Linked DNA regions of Sus scrofa: all the other regions are linked to region 2. A link is a contact called in public HiChIP or PLAC-seq data. All regions are on one chromosome and are shown on one strand. The core of a region is the stretch at or near the end of the contact, and the rest is flanking DNA. Distances in the headings are between cores, read along the strand shown. Region 1 overlaps DARS (aspartate--tRNA ligase, cytoplasmic). Region 2 overlaps THSD7B (thrombospondin type-1 domain-containing protein 7B). Region 3 overlaps DARS (aspartate--tRNA ligase, cytoplasmic).

Region 1 (3,798 bases), core at 690-3,189, 370 kb before region 2:
CGCAGTGGACATGAATCCAACTAGGAACCATGAGGCTGCAGGTTTGATCACTGGCCTCGCTCAGTGGGTCAAGGATCCGTCGGTGCTGTGAGCTGTGGTGTAGGTCACAGATGTGGCGTGGATCTGGTGTTGGTGTGGCTATGGTGTAGGCCAGCAGCTACAGCTCCAATTAGACCCCTAGCCTGGGAACCTCCATTATGCCACAGGTGCGGCCCTAAAAGGACAAAACACACACACACACACACACACAGAACACAATGTTAGTGTGAAATGGAAGGTAATGTGCATGATTTATTAAGTATTTTAGCTGCTCTAGTAGTGCAGAGAGAGGCAGCACTGACCTGACTGTACCACAATCTTGGGATGAACTCCAATGCTACACCAAAGAGAGAATGGAGAGCTCTATAGGACTTAAAAAGTATAAGCACAAAACAAACAAACAAACAAAAGAAAATATTTACATAAAGAAAAAAAGCATATGGCTATAAAAAAAAAATCTATTACATTAGCTTCCGAAAAGCTTAATTTGCTGCTTTAAGTAGCTGTATACTTCAAAGGAGTATAGTTTAATCAATATTACATAATTTCCTTTTCAAAAAAATAAAATAAAAAAATAAAAACGGTAAGCACAGGAAAGTGTCTTTAGGACAGCACTAAGGGGTAACATTTAATCTAAGGTAAAAAGTAAAAGTGGGTTTTTAATCAAGACACAGGATCATATCCTTACTATCTCTTCCTATGAAGGGGTCTACAGGAAAATTATTAAACCACTTTATGCCTCAGTTCTTCATCTGCAAAATGGAAAAATTACAAGTATATTACTCATGGGGTTTTCTTGAGTCTTCATGTAAAATCTTAAGGATTATGTGAGCAATATGTTTAGAGTTGTGACAATCTCCCAATTAATGTTAGCTCTGAATTAATGTTAATTATTATTACTATTAACAGCACTGCTGCCACTGCCTACTTATTTGAGGACTGATTACCATTTCTACTTCTCAGCTGGATCACTATGTCCAAAAACTATGGTGGGTGCTGGGAACACTAAGTAAATATTTGTTAGACACTCATGAGAGATGATTATGTGAAAAAAGTGATCCAACCAAATAGAGTACAATCATAATTTTGTTTGTATAAGAAGTATATAAAAATTGACTGTGTAAGAAAAAACCACTAGAATGTGATATTGATTGTAGAGGAAGAAAAAACATCAAAATGTGGCTACTAATGGACAGTGAAATTAAAGAGAATTATTCTGTTCTTCATGTATATTTTCTTATTTTCGTTTGTTCTTTCTTTCTTTCGTTCGCTTTTTAGGGCCACATCTTTGGCATATGGATATTCCCAGGCTAGGGGTCAAATCAGAGCTGTAGCTGCTGGCTACACAAGAGCCACAGCAATGCCAGATTGAAGCTGAGTCTGTGACCTACATAATGGCTGTCAACAATCTGGGATCCTTAACCCATCAAGTGAGGCAAGGGATCAAACCTGATCCTCATGGACACCAGCTGAGTTCATTACTGCTGAGCCACAATGAGAACTCCTCTTCTCCGTATTTCCTGAGCTTTCTATAAGCATGTATTACTTTTTTTTTTTAGGGCCACACTGGAGGCATATGGAAGTTCATAGGCTAGAGGTCAAATCAGAACCGTAGTTGCCAGCCTATGCCACAACATAGGATCCGAGCCGAGTCTGCAACCTACAACACAGCTCACAGCAACACCAGACCCTTAAACCCACTGAGTAAGGCCAGAGATCAAACCTGAGTCCTCATGAATGCTAGTCAGATTTGTTTCTGCTGAGCCATGACAGGAACTCCTACTTTTTTAATCAGAAAAAAAAATTTTTTTTCAGAGACAATACAATCAGAGAGATAGGTACAGAAGAACGGTAAGGACTGAAAGAAAATCATGGCCATGCTCCAGATTCAACACAAGCAGTAAGTAAGACTGGGAAGTTCAAGAGGCTAAACATAGAAGCAAACATATTCCTAACATCTGACATGCCTGCTAGGGAAAAGAAATCATGAAATCAATAGCTATGGGTGAAGTGAAGAATGTTCAATGTTCTCTTTTAATGTTTAATGTGTTTGTTTATATAGTTCTAAAATTTTAATTTTTTAATTTTTAAAAAAGCCAACAGAGGGGAGGAGAGGGGTAAAGAGTCAAGCCCAATACCATCAGCATATTATAAACCTACGGTAAGTAAAAATGTACAAGGAGTTCCCATTGTGGCTCAGTAGGTTAAGAACCCAACCAGTATCCATGAGGATATAAGTTTGATCCCTGGACTCATTCAGTGGGTTAAAGGATCCCACATTGCCCCAAGCTGCTGCGTAGGTCACAGATGTGCTCAGATCTGGCATTGCCATGGTTGTGGTGTAGGCCAGCAGCTATGGCTCTAATTTGATCCCTAGCCTGGAAACCTTCATGTGCTGCCAGTGCAGCCCTAAAGAGACCCAAAAAAACCCCAAAAAACAAAAAAAAACAAAACCCCAAGAGAATCAAGAGAATCAGCCAGATATATGTATGAAGCATAAGAAAGAACTGACAAGACTCTAATAAAAGAGATTCTAATTTTAGATGGAATTCAGGAGATAAACTAAAAAACTTAGTAAAAAATGGAACTGAACATTAAACTAAACAATAGAAAAGGGAGGTCTAAGTTAAAAAATCAGAACATCTATATACAAAAAAACCACTGGGAAAAGTATCTGCATAATCTATGAGTTAATACCTTTAATACATAAAGACCTTAAAGATTTATGAATAAAGAACACAGTAAGCCCAATATATATATATATAGGTAATAGACCACAACAAATAATTTGAAAACAAAACAAAACAAAAAAACCCCGTAATAAATAAATATAAGGAGAAAAATGTTATGGGGAATGAAAGTAATGCAGGTTGAAGCAAACAATGACACACTATACTTCTCATATTAGCAAAAATTTTAAAATACACAGTATTATCCAATGCTTGGGAGAATTAAGTGAAACGTGTTCGTTTCCACTGTGGCGCACTGGAAGTGAATCTGACTAGTATCCATAGGGAGGCTGAATCCCTGGCCTTGCTCAGTGGTTTAAGGATTTGGTGTTGCCATGAGCTGTGGTATAGGCCACAGACAGGGCTTGGATCCTGCATTGCCGTGGCTGTGGTGTAGGCTGGCAGCTGCAGTTCCAATCTGACCCCTAGCCTGGGAAGTACAATGTCTGGAAGTACAATTCCATATGCCTCTGGTGTGGTCCTAAAAAAACAAAAAAAAGAGAAATACACTTCTTAGACTATATATTAAGGAAATGAAATATTGAAAGATGAGTGACAAAGATATTCTTAACATCATTTATATAAAAGAACTTAGGTTCTATTATCATTCCATATTTATGTAGTCTTCACTATTAGAACAGATCTAGATTATGACTCTAATGCTATGATCCCAGATTTTCTGTGTTCAAAGCCCTTTCAAATATTAGAACCTTGATGGTACACTCAAAAAGATTTTTAAAAGACCTAAAAAAAAAAAAAACCAAAAAAAAACCCAATACTGGTTTCCTGGTAAACAGAACTATCTGTTCAGACTACTTCTATCAGGTACAGCTGCGGCTGTATCCATGCCGCAGCTAATACCAGAGCCACAGCAGTGACAATGCCAGATCCTTAACACACTGTGCCACAAGGGAACTCCTACAAAGCACATATGACACCAAGTTCTTGAAAGGTGTTATTGAACAAATTGTTCTTTCTTTGGCTCTGGTCAGTGATATATGGCACTGCATGATCTATACCGTTCAATGTC
Region 2 (3,961 bases), core at 1,129-3,628:
TTGTTTTTTTTCCTGTCCATGCAGCACCAGGCAGAGAACTACACCCAGTAAATGCCTGATGGTTAGACACTGACATAGAATCAGTTTTCTCACTCTTCTGCCTCCCCCAGCACCTGCTGCCTCTTGAATACTTTGTAAGCTTATTTTTTTCATTATGAAATGAGTATATAAAGAAATTCAGAAGAAGGAAAGCACCACTCGTAGGACTGATAAATGCTTTTTATGAACACTGTGTGTCTGATAAACTTTGTTTTATTTAATCTGCACAACAGTCGATCTACACCTGAGGGCTTGCAGGACCTGAATGCTTTTTTTTTTTTTTTTTTTTTTTTGTCTTTTTAGGGCCGCACCTGCGGCATATGGAGGTTCCCAGGCTAGGGGTCTAATCGGAGCTGTAACTGCCAGCCTAACCACAGCCACAGCAATGCCAGATCCAAGCCACGTCTGTGACCTACACCACAGCTCATGGCAACACGGGATCCTTAACCCACTGAGCAAGGCCAGGGATTGAACCTGCATCCTCATGGATACTAGTCAGATTCGTTTCCACTGAGCCATGACAGGAGCTCCTGCAGGACCTGAACAATTATCCACCATCCTCCTGCCAGTGCACAACTGCAGGGAAAACACACAGTGCTCCTGAATGCTGTGGCCTTTTCTTCTGGCCCCAGTCCTGTGTTCCCACCTATGTGAAATCTTGCCGCTCCCTGATTGATACAGGTGTTTACTATCTCTGGGTCTTTGCTCTGCTGGCCTTGACATCGAGAACTCCCTGTTCTGCCCATCCAGCTGTTTTCAGCTTTCTTTTTTTCTTTCTTTCTTTCTTTTTTTTTTTGACTTTTTGCCTTTTCTAGGGCCGCTCCAGCGGCATATGGAGGTTCGAAGGCTAGGGGTCCAATTGGAGCTGTAGCCGCTGGCCTACGCCACAGCCACAGCAACGCAGGATCTGAGCCGTGTCTGGGACCTACACCACAGCTCATGGCAACGCCGGATCCTTAGCCCACTGAGCAAGGCCAGGGATCGAACCCGCAACCTCATGGTTTCTAGTTGGATTTGTTAACCACTGTGCCACGACGGGAACTCCTTTTCTTTTTTTTTAAGAGCTGTACTTGTGCCGCAAGTACAGCCCTTAAAAAAAGTTCTCAGGCTAGGGGGTCGAATTGGAGCCTACACTACAGCCACAGCAACACCAGATGTCAGCTGAGTCTGTGACCTACACTGTAGCTCATGGTAATGCTGGATCCTTAACCCACTGAGCAGGGCCAGGGATCAAGCCTGAGTCCTCATGCGTACTAGTTACTGCTGAGCCACAATGGGAACTCTCAGTTTTCGGCTCTGCTCTCAAGGCACAGCCAAAGTCACCTCTCTGTTCTGGGCTGAATTGTGTCTCCCCCAGATCCTCATATTGAAGCCCTGAACCCCAGTACCTCAGAATGTGACTGTGTTTGGAAATAAGGTCTTTACAGAGGTGATTCGGTGAAAATGAGGTCTTAGGGCAGGCCCTAACCTAATATGATTGGTGTCCTTATAAGAAAATTTTGATCTCTGTCAAGACATCAGATATGCATACCCACAAGGAAATGGCTTCTGTAAGGCAAGGGACAGGCCTTGGGAGAAACTAACTCTGCAGATACCTTGACCTTGGCTTTTTAGCCTCCAGAACAGCAAAGAAATAACATTTCTGTTGTTTAAGCCATGTAGTCTGTGCGCTCCCTAAAGCATTTCTTGACACCCAGCTACACTCTCAGGAAGAACTAATGCTTTTTCTTTGGTGCTCTCACCAGGTCACCTTTATTGAACTGTTTTCCTGTTGGCCATCCCTTCTGGGCCCCAAGTTCTGCATTTGCAGCATCTGGCACAGTGCTGGGCACATCCTGAGCTTGAGAAAAGGTAGGTGAACCAAGAAATGCATGAATGAATGAACAAGGGGTCCGATAATGGCTTCTGGGTAGATGGATTCTTTGTGGAAGTTGGGAAAAGGCTGAGGGATCCTGAGATGGAGAGGAATCTGAGAGAGGAGAAGGATGCAGGAGTGGTGGTTGACTAGCCCCTCACCCCATGCTGCCTCCTGCTGACTCACATGTCTTGGAACTCCCGGGCTTTGCAGCCTCCTATCCCGGGCCCCTGGCTCTCAGCCCTCCTTTCCGCCTGTCGGCCACTTAATCACATACAGAAGAAGTAAACTCCCCAAGGTCCCTGTTGTGTGGTCCTCTCCTCAAAGTCTGTTTCCCCACCTCGATTTCTGGAAGTCCCTTTGGAGGATCTGACAGACAGTCTCCCTTTCCCACCCCTCCAGCTGGACAGGCTCAGGAAACAGAAGGAGTTTTCTGGGAACAGACTGGAGAGGAGGAGCCAGTTAAAGTGACAAAAGGCACAAGTTTGAACTTCCTGTGTCCTGCGCCTGCTGCCGGAGCAGGGCTCTGAGCTGCCTCCAGAATGGCCCACTGGTCATGGGGGAAGTAAGAGAGATTTGCTCACAGCAGGGCATTTACTTATAAGCTGGCCCACCCTGGGATTTGGCCTCGATGGTGGACAATCTCCCTGCATAAGGAAACCCTCTGCAGGGAACTCTTCCAAGGGAGAAGGAGACCAGCCAGACAAGCCTGGCCCGGGATCAAAGCTCTGGGCCTCAGAGGGTGGGCTGAGTCGAGGATGGGCTGGATCTAACTTCTGGGTCAGCGCCATGAGCAGCGCAGACCCGGCATGACAGCGGGATTGGGGGGGGGGGGGCAGCACCCCTCCTCGTTGGCTCTTGGAACCTGGCCTTTTGGGCACCTGCCTAGGAGGTGTCAGAAACCAGCAGAGGCCATGTGTGTGTGGTGGCCGCAGGGCTGGTCATGCTCCAGGGGGTGGGAGGAGGCCTGGGAGGTGGGGCTGGTTTCTCAGAGACCCAGGACACTTGTTTCAAAATCGGACGGAAAAAAAAATGAACTTCTAAGACACAAAAGGTCACATGCTGCATGATTCCATTTATATGAAATATCCAGAATAGGAAAATCCTAAGAGACAGAAGGTAAATTAGTGGTTGCCAGAGTCTGGGGAGAAGGGGAGAGTGGGCAGCGATTGCTAATGTGTTTGGGGTATCTTGTTGGGGTGATTAAAATGTCCTGAATTAGATTGTGGTGAAGGTGGCACAATCTTGAGACTATACTAAAAACCACTGAATTGTATATTTTAAAGTGGTCTACTTTATGGCATGTGGATTATATCTCAATAAAGCTAGTTGTTTTTGTTTTGTTTTGTTTTGTTTTTGTTTTGTTTTGTTTTAAAGACTAGGGAGTTAGGGACAGAAAAAGAAAAGGAGAGAATCAAGAACATTAGCATAATGTGTAATCTTTAGCCAAATAAATAAGAAATGTGTTAAAACAGAAAAAAAGCGAGATGAGGTTATACTAAACTAAAATTAGAAAACAGGTTTCATCTGGTGTATTGACTCTGTTCGTGGCTTTTTGGAGTGCTGAGCTAGAGGTTTTAAGGCTGCATTTAGACTCAAAAAGATCAAACAGTGTGATCACTTAGTGATGTCTGCTCGAGGCACAGGCGACTAAGGAGGAGGTGCATGGGGCAAGTACCTGCCTTCCCTGCCTGCAACTGATCTCAGCAGTCCCTCCCAGCTTTCACACTCCCAAGCCCGAAATGTGGGCTACAGGGATTGGGGTTAGAAGAGAAGGGAGGTAAGACCAAGGCAGTTGAGCATCCAGCTAGACCCCACTACATCTACACCTGCTGGGGCTTGCCTTCATCTTCCCCACACCAGCTTCATTCTTTTAAGGACCACCTCCCCTGAGAATCTGCTGCCCATCCCCTGCCCAAGTAAGGGTTCTCAAAGACAGCTTTTAACCAGCCACCACAGCTCTGCAGTCTTGCCGCCTCTTCCTTCCCCCCTTCTTTCCTTCCTTTCTTCCTTCCTCCCTCCTCCCCTTCCTCCCTCCTTCCTTCCCTCCCTTTCTTTCCCACACAC
Region 3 (3,822 bases), core at 132-2,631, 390 kb before region 2:
CACATTTGTGGAAAAGGAAAAGATACAACATTCAGATCTTGGAATGATGTCAGCATGATGCTGGCTGAGCTGGCCAAAGGCAATTCCCCATGTAAAACTATTAATTAAAACTCTCAGGTGGTAACTGAAACCACAGAAGTGATCTGAAAAGAGAAGGAAGAAAAATGCCAAAGTGATAACTGGGAGAGAGTGGAATTCCTGGGGCAGTTGGCACAATACAAAGGGCAAATACGTATTAGGAACATCTGTCCTGGACTCCTTGTTTATCTACTATCATAAACCCTAGTTAACTTACATATTAAGTTCTCATGGCTAAAGTCCCTAGCCAAAATCTTGTAAAACTAATAACCAGAATCTAAAGAGTTTAAGACAAAACAAAAACATTTAAGTTTCATAAGAAAAATTCTACTCATTCTAATAAGGAACTGGGTCCTTAGTAGTTGTGGTGTTATTTGACAAGATTCCAGAAATCTAACAGTGCTTATTTTACAGAGAAGAACACCACAATCCATTTCAATGAACATGTGGGTTTGGAAAAGGATCAATATGAGGATAATAGGAAAAAGTGGTGAAGAAAGAAACATTTTCATTTCCCTTTGCTACACTGCCCAGAATTCTATAATGTCTGTTACCAACTGCCTTAAAATGAAAGATATCAATAGTGAACACATCTCTTGCACTCTCATAAATCTCGTGTACTAGAACTATCACCTAGTATCTGGCAAGAAATCTTGTGTACTGAAGAAACTCAGAATTTATTATGGTTAAGAGGTAGCTGGTAGGGCATTCCCGTCATGGCTCCGTGGAAACGAATCTGACCGGCATCCATGAGGATGCAGGTTTGATCCTGGCTTTGCTCAGTGGGGTAAGGATCCGACATGGCTGTGAGCTGTGGTGTAGGCCAGCAGCTGCAGCTCCCATTCGACCTCTATCCTGGGAACCTCCATATGCTATGGGTGTGGCCCTAAAAAGACAAAAGACAAAAGACAAAAAAAAAAAAAAAAAAAAAAGGTAGTTGGTGAACTGAGATAAAGCTCCTAAGACCTGAAGGGATCAAGAAGCTTCAGTTTATTGTTAAAAGGGCTTTCTAATACTGGCAATCTAAAGTTGTTGAATCTTTCTTCACTGTGACTGCCACCCACCACTGTTATATCTGTTTGTATGGTAAACTTGATACCTGAGTATATAATTTATGCCTTGTGAGAATTCTGTTGCGTATCTCACATGTTTCCATGAGGAAGATTTGATATATGTGATCAGTGTATTGCTTCAAGGAGCAACCTGACCTGCCCCAACTAGAGCTCCCCCCTATGACTGTCCATCTCCGTCCCTGGCCCATTTGGTTCTCTTACCTCACTACCCTGGACTCCCTAGTGGGAGGCCTTACATTATTAGAGAGTTTTCTTCAAGCAAACTCAAGTTAAACATATCTACTTTCAATGACTAAACAAGTATCCTGCCAGAAAGAAGCTGGAATGTGGCCAAATACACTCTGCCGGAGGCTAGCCAAAAGTCTAATCAAAGAAAACAGTATTTTTTTCTTCTTTCTCTTTCTCAAAAGTAATCAGATGACTCTTTTTTTATCCAGCACCTGAACCCTGGAACTAAGTCTATCTTTAGTATATTAATTCAGCAATATTATGTGTTAAAATACTTGATCGGTTAGACTAGAAAACAACCACTGATTTTAATACTTTCCAGTACTAAACAACTCACAAAAGGAACTTGAAAGTCTGATCTATTTCTTAAACTAGGCGCGAAGCTAAACTTGTGCTATCACAAATTGGTCTACTGAATAAATCAGAAAGAAGATAGGATTAACTAGATACATAAGATTCTTATAATTAATATTACCTTGGCCAGGTGCCCATGGCATGTGGAAGTTCCTGGGCCAGGGATCAAACCCATGCCACAGCACTTATAATTAATTTTTTTTCAGTATTTCCCTTATTATTTCTAGTAGCTATATGCTAGTAACAGAATAGCAGACTTAGATGTTAGTAAAACCATTCCGTAATTTTTTAAATCTTAGATAATTTAGTTCTAAAATGTCTATCTCTATTATATCTGTAGATATATATACCTATTGTGGACATGAATGACTTCAGAAGAAAAAACATTAAAACAACTTAAAAAGGTCAACTTTGTGAAAACAGGGTCAGACTAGAACTTGCTAGTTAAAACTAGTAAAAGGTTACATGAGAGTTTTACATGTATGTGTGTGTGTATAGTTTGAGTCAACACAAGAGGGACAGGAATACTTGAATAAGCTAACTGCTAATAGAAGGCTAAAATTCCACTTTGTAAGAGTTCCCATCATGGCACAGCAGAAACAAATCCCACTAGGAACCATGAGGTTGCAAGTTTGATCCCTGGCCTCGCTCAGTGGGTTGAGGATCTGGTGTTGCCCTGAGCTGTGGTCTAGGTCACAGAGGCAGCTTGGATCCGGCAGCTGTAGCTCTGATTAGACCCCTAGCCTGGAAACCTCCATATGCCACAGGTGCGGCCCTAAAAAGCAAATAAATAAATAAAAATAAGTAAATAAATAAAATTCCACGTTGCAGAAAAAGTTTATTTAACATTGATTTTAACTAATACTGTATGTGTAAGACGGTTTAACACTTTACAGTACTTTACAGTACACTTGACTGCTGCCATAAAGAGGCCCTATTAAAAGTTTGTTTTACATTTGGGAACTAACATGCCAGTATGCTGCATTTTGAAAGGCAGTAATGTCTAACAGGCAACAAAATGTTTTCAACTTTTATGGAGGATATAGCAGAAAAAAAAATCCATGATGAAAAACAGAGGAAATCCTGGGAACTACCTTATTGTAGGAGAAATGGGCGAAGTAAATTAAATATATCTTTTCAAGAGCAAAGTCAGCTATTTTTATTATTACCAACACTTCCCAAACACATTATTACTGCATTGTTTTATACTTCTTTCATTTTCCAATCACCTTTCTGTCCCTAAACATAAGTAATCACTCTACAAATAAATTAGAAGAAGCATTACAATGCTTTGATAGAACAGACTTCGTGTCATCCGTTAGGAACTATCAATGTCAATTTAATTAGTTTTACTACTAACGAACTGTCTTTAGGGAAAAAATTGTAAAAAGCATCATTCTTCATATAAAATATTTTATAAAAATATTTTAGGCTATCAAGTTTTTTTGTTTTTTAAACAAATGATATGGAATACAAATAACCCAATTACAAAACATACACCTTGGAAGAAAAATAAACAGTACTCGGTTATCTGAAGGAATAAAATCCTATCTTTCCAACATGAATGCCATACAGTTTACTATTAGTAACCACACGGATATTAAGTTTACCTTAATAACCCCACAGATACTTTCACTATCTGTACTTCTTATCAATCTTGACTCTAAGTTTTCATGTCTATATTACATAAGAAAACAACAAACTTAAAAAGTGTTGGAACTATTAGAATAAAGAAAAATAAAAATAAGAAAGTGGGAAACAACACATAGCTATCATAGTAATAGATGTTCACTGTGTCATTAAGAAAAAGTTAAAAAAGAAGAATGAATAAAATAGGTTTCAAAGATTCTGTTAAAGTTGTCAAAATAGTTTCAGTACCTGAAGGAAGTAAGCTTCATGGTCTAAAATAACACACTAATGAGTAATTCCTTAATGTTGCCAACACTTAATAAGTTTTGTATGTCATTGAAACATGGTGTGTATTATGCATTGTAAAGAGATTTTTGAAAAGCAGATATACTAAATTTTTCATGAAATATTAGAGTTGATTTCTTATCAAATACAGAATTTATCCATTCAGGCGACTACT

What was found. HiChIP or PLAC-seq counts read pairs in DNA pulled down with a chosen protein or histone mark.
Region 1: an H3K27ac HiChIP or PLAC-seq map of skeletal muscle shows a contact between it and region 2. The contact joins two enhancer-like sites. A contact is called at or near these places in 2 of 2 datasets of contacts at active chromatin or transcription factors (alveolar macrophages and skeletal muscle).
Region 3: an H3K27ac HiChIP or PLAC-seq map of skeletal muscle shows a contact between it and region 2. The contact joins two enhancer-like sites. A contact is called at or near these places in 2 of 2 datasets of contacts at active chromatin or transcription factors (alveolar macrophages and skeletal muscle).

Annotation. Positions count from the first base shown.
Region 1 is chr15:15,833,677-15,837,474 of Sscrofa11.1, reverse strand. The region is part of intron 3 of DARS (aspartate--tRNA ligase, cytoplasmic); the gene reads right to left. Among named protein-coding and RNA genes, the nearest start is that of DARS, 25 kb to the right of the region's middle. Within about 2 kb of position 1,939, at least 2 of the 83 cell types and tissues checked have an H3K27ac peak or open chromatin away from gene starts, as enhancers often do. A contact at or near this core is called in skeletal muscle, where this site is marked.
Region 2 is chr15:15,466,393-15,470,353 of Sscrofa11.1, reverse strand. It overlaps THSD7B (thrombospondin type-1 domain-containing protein 7B), which reads left to right. Exons shown (of 37, transcript XM_021075621.1): 7 at 1,785-1,890. Among named protein-coding and RNA genes, the nearest start is that of THSD7B, 140 kb to the left of the region's middle. Within about 2 kb of position 2,378, at least 28 of the 83 cell types and tissues checked have an H3K27ac peak or open chromatin away from gene starts, as enhancers often do. A contact at or near this core is called in skeletal muscle, where this site is marked.
Region 3 is chr15:15,854,695-15,858,516 of Sscrofa11.1, reverse strand. The region is part of intron 4 of DARS (aspartate--tRNA ligase, cytoplasmic); the gene reads right to left. Among named protein-coding and RNA genes, the nearest start is that of DARS, 46 kb to the right of the region's middle. Within about 2 kb of position 1,381, at least 9 of the 83 cell types and tissues checked have an H3K27ac peak or open chromatin away from gene starts, as enhancers often do. A contact at or near this core is called in skeletal muscle, where this site is marked.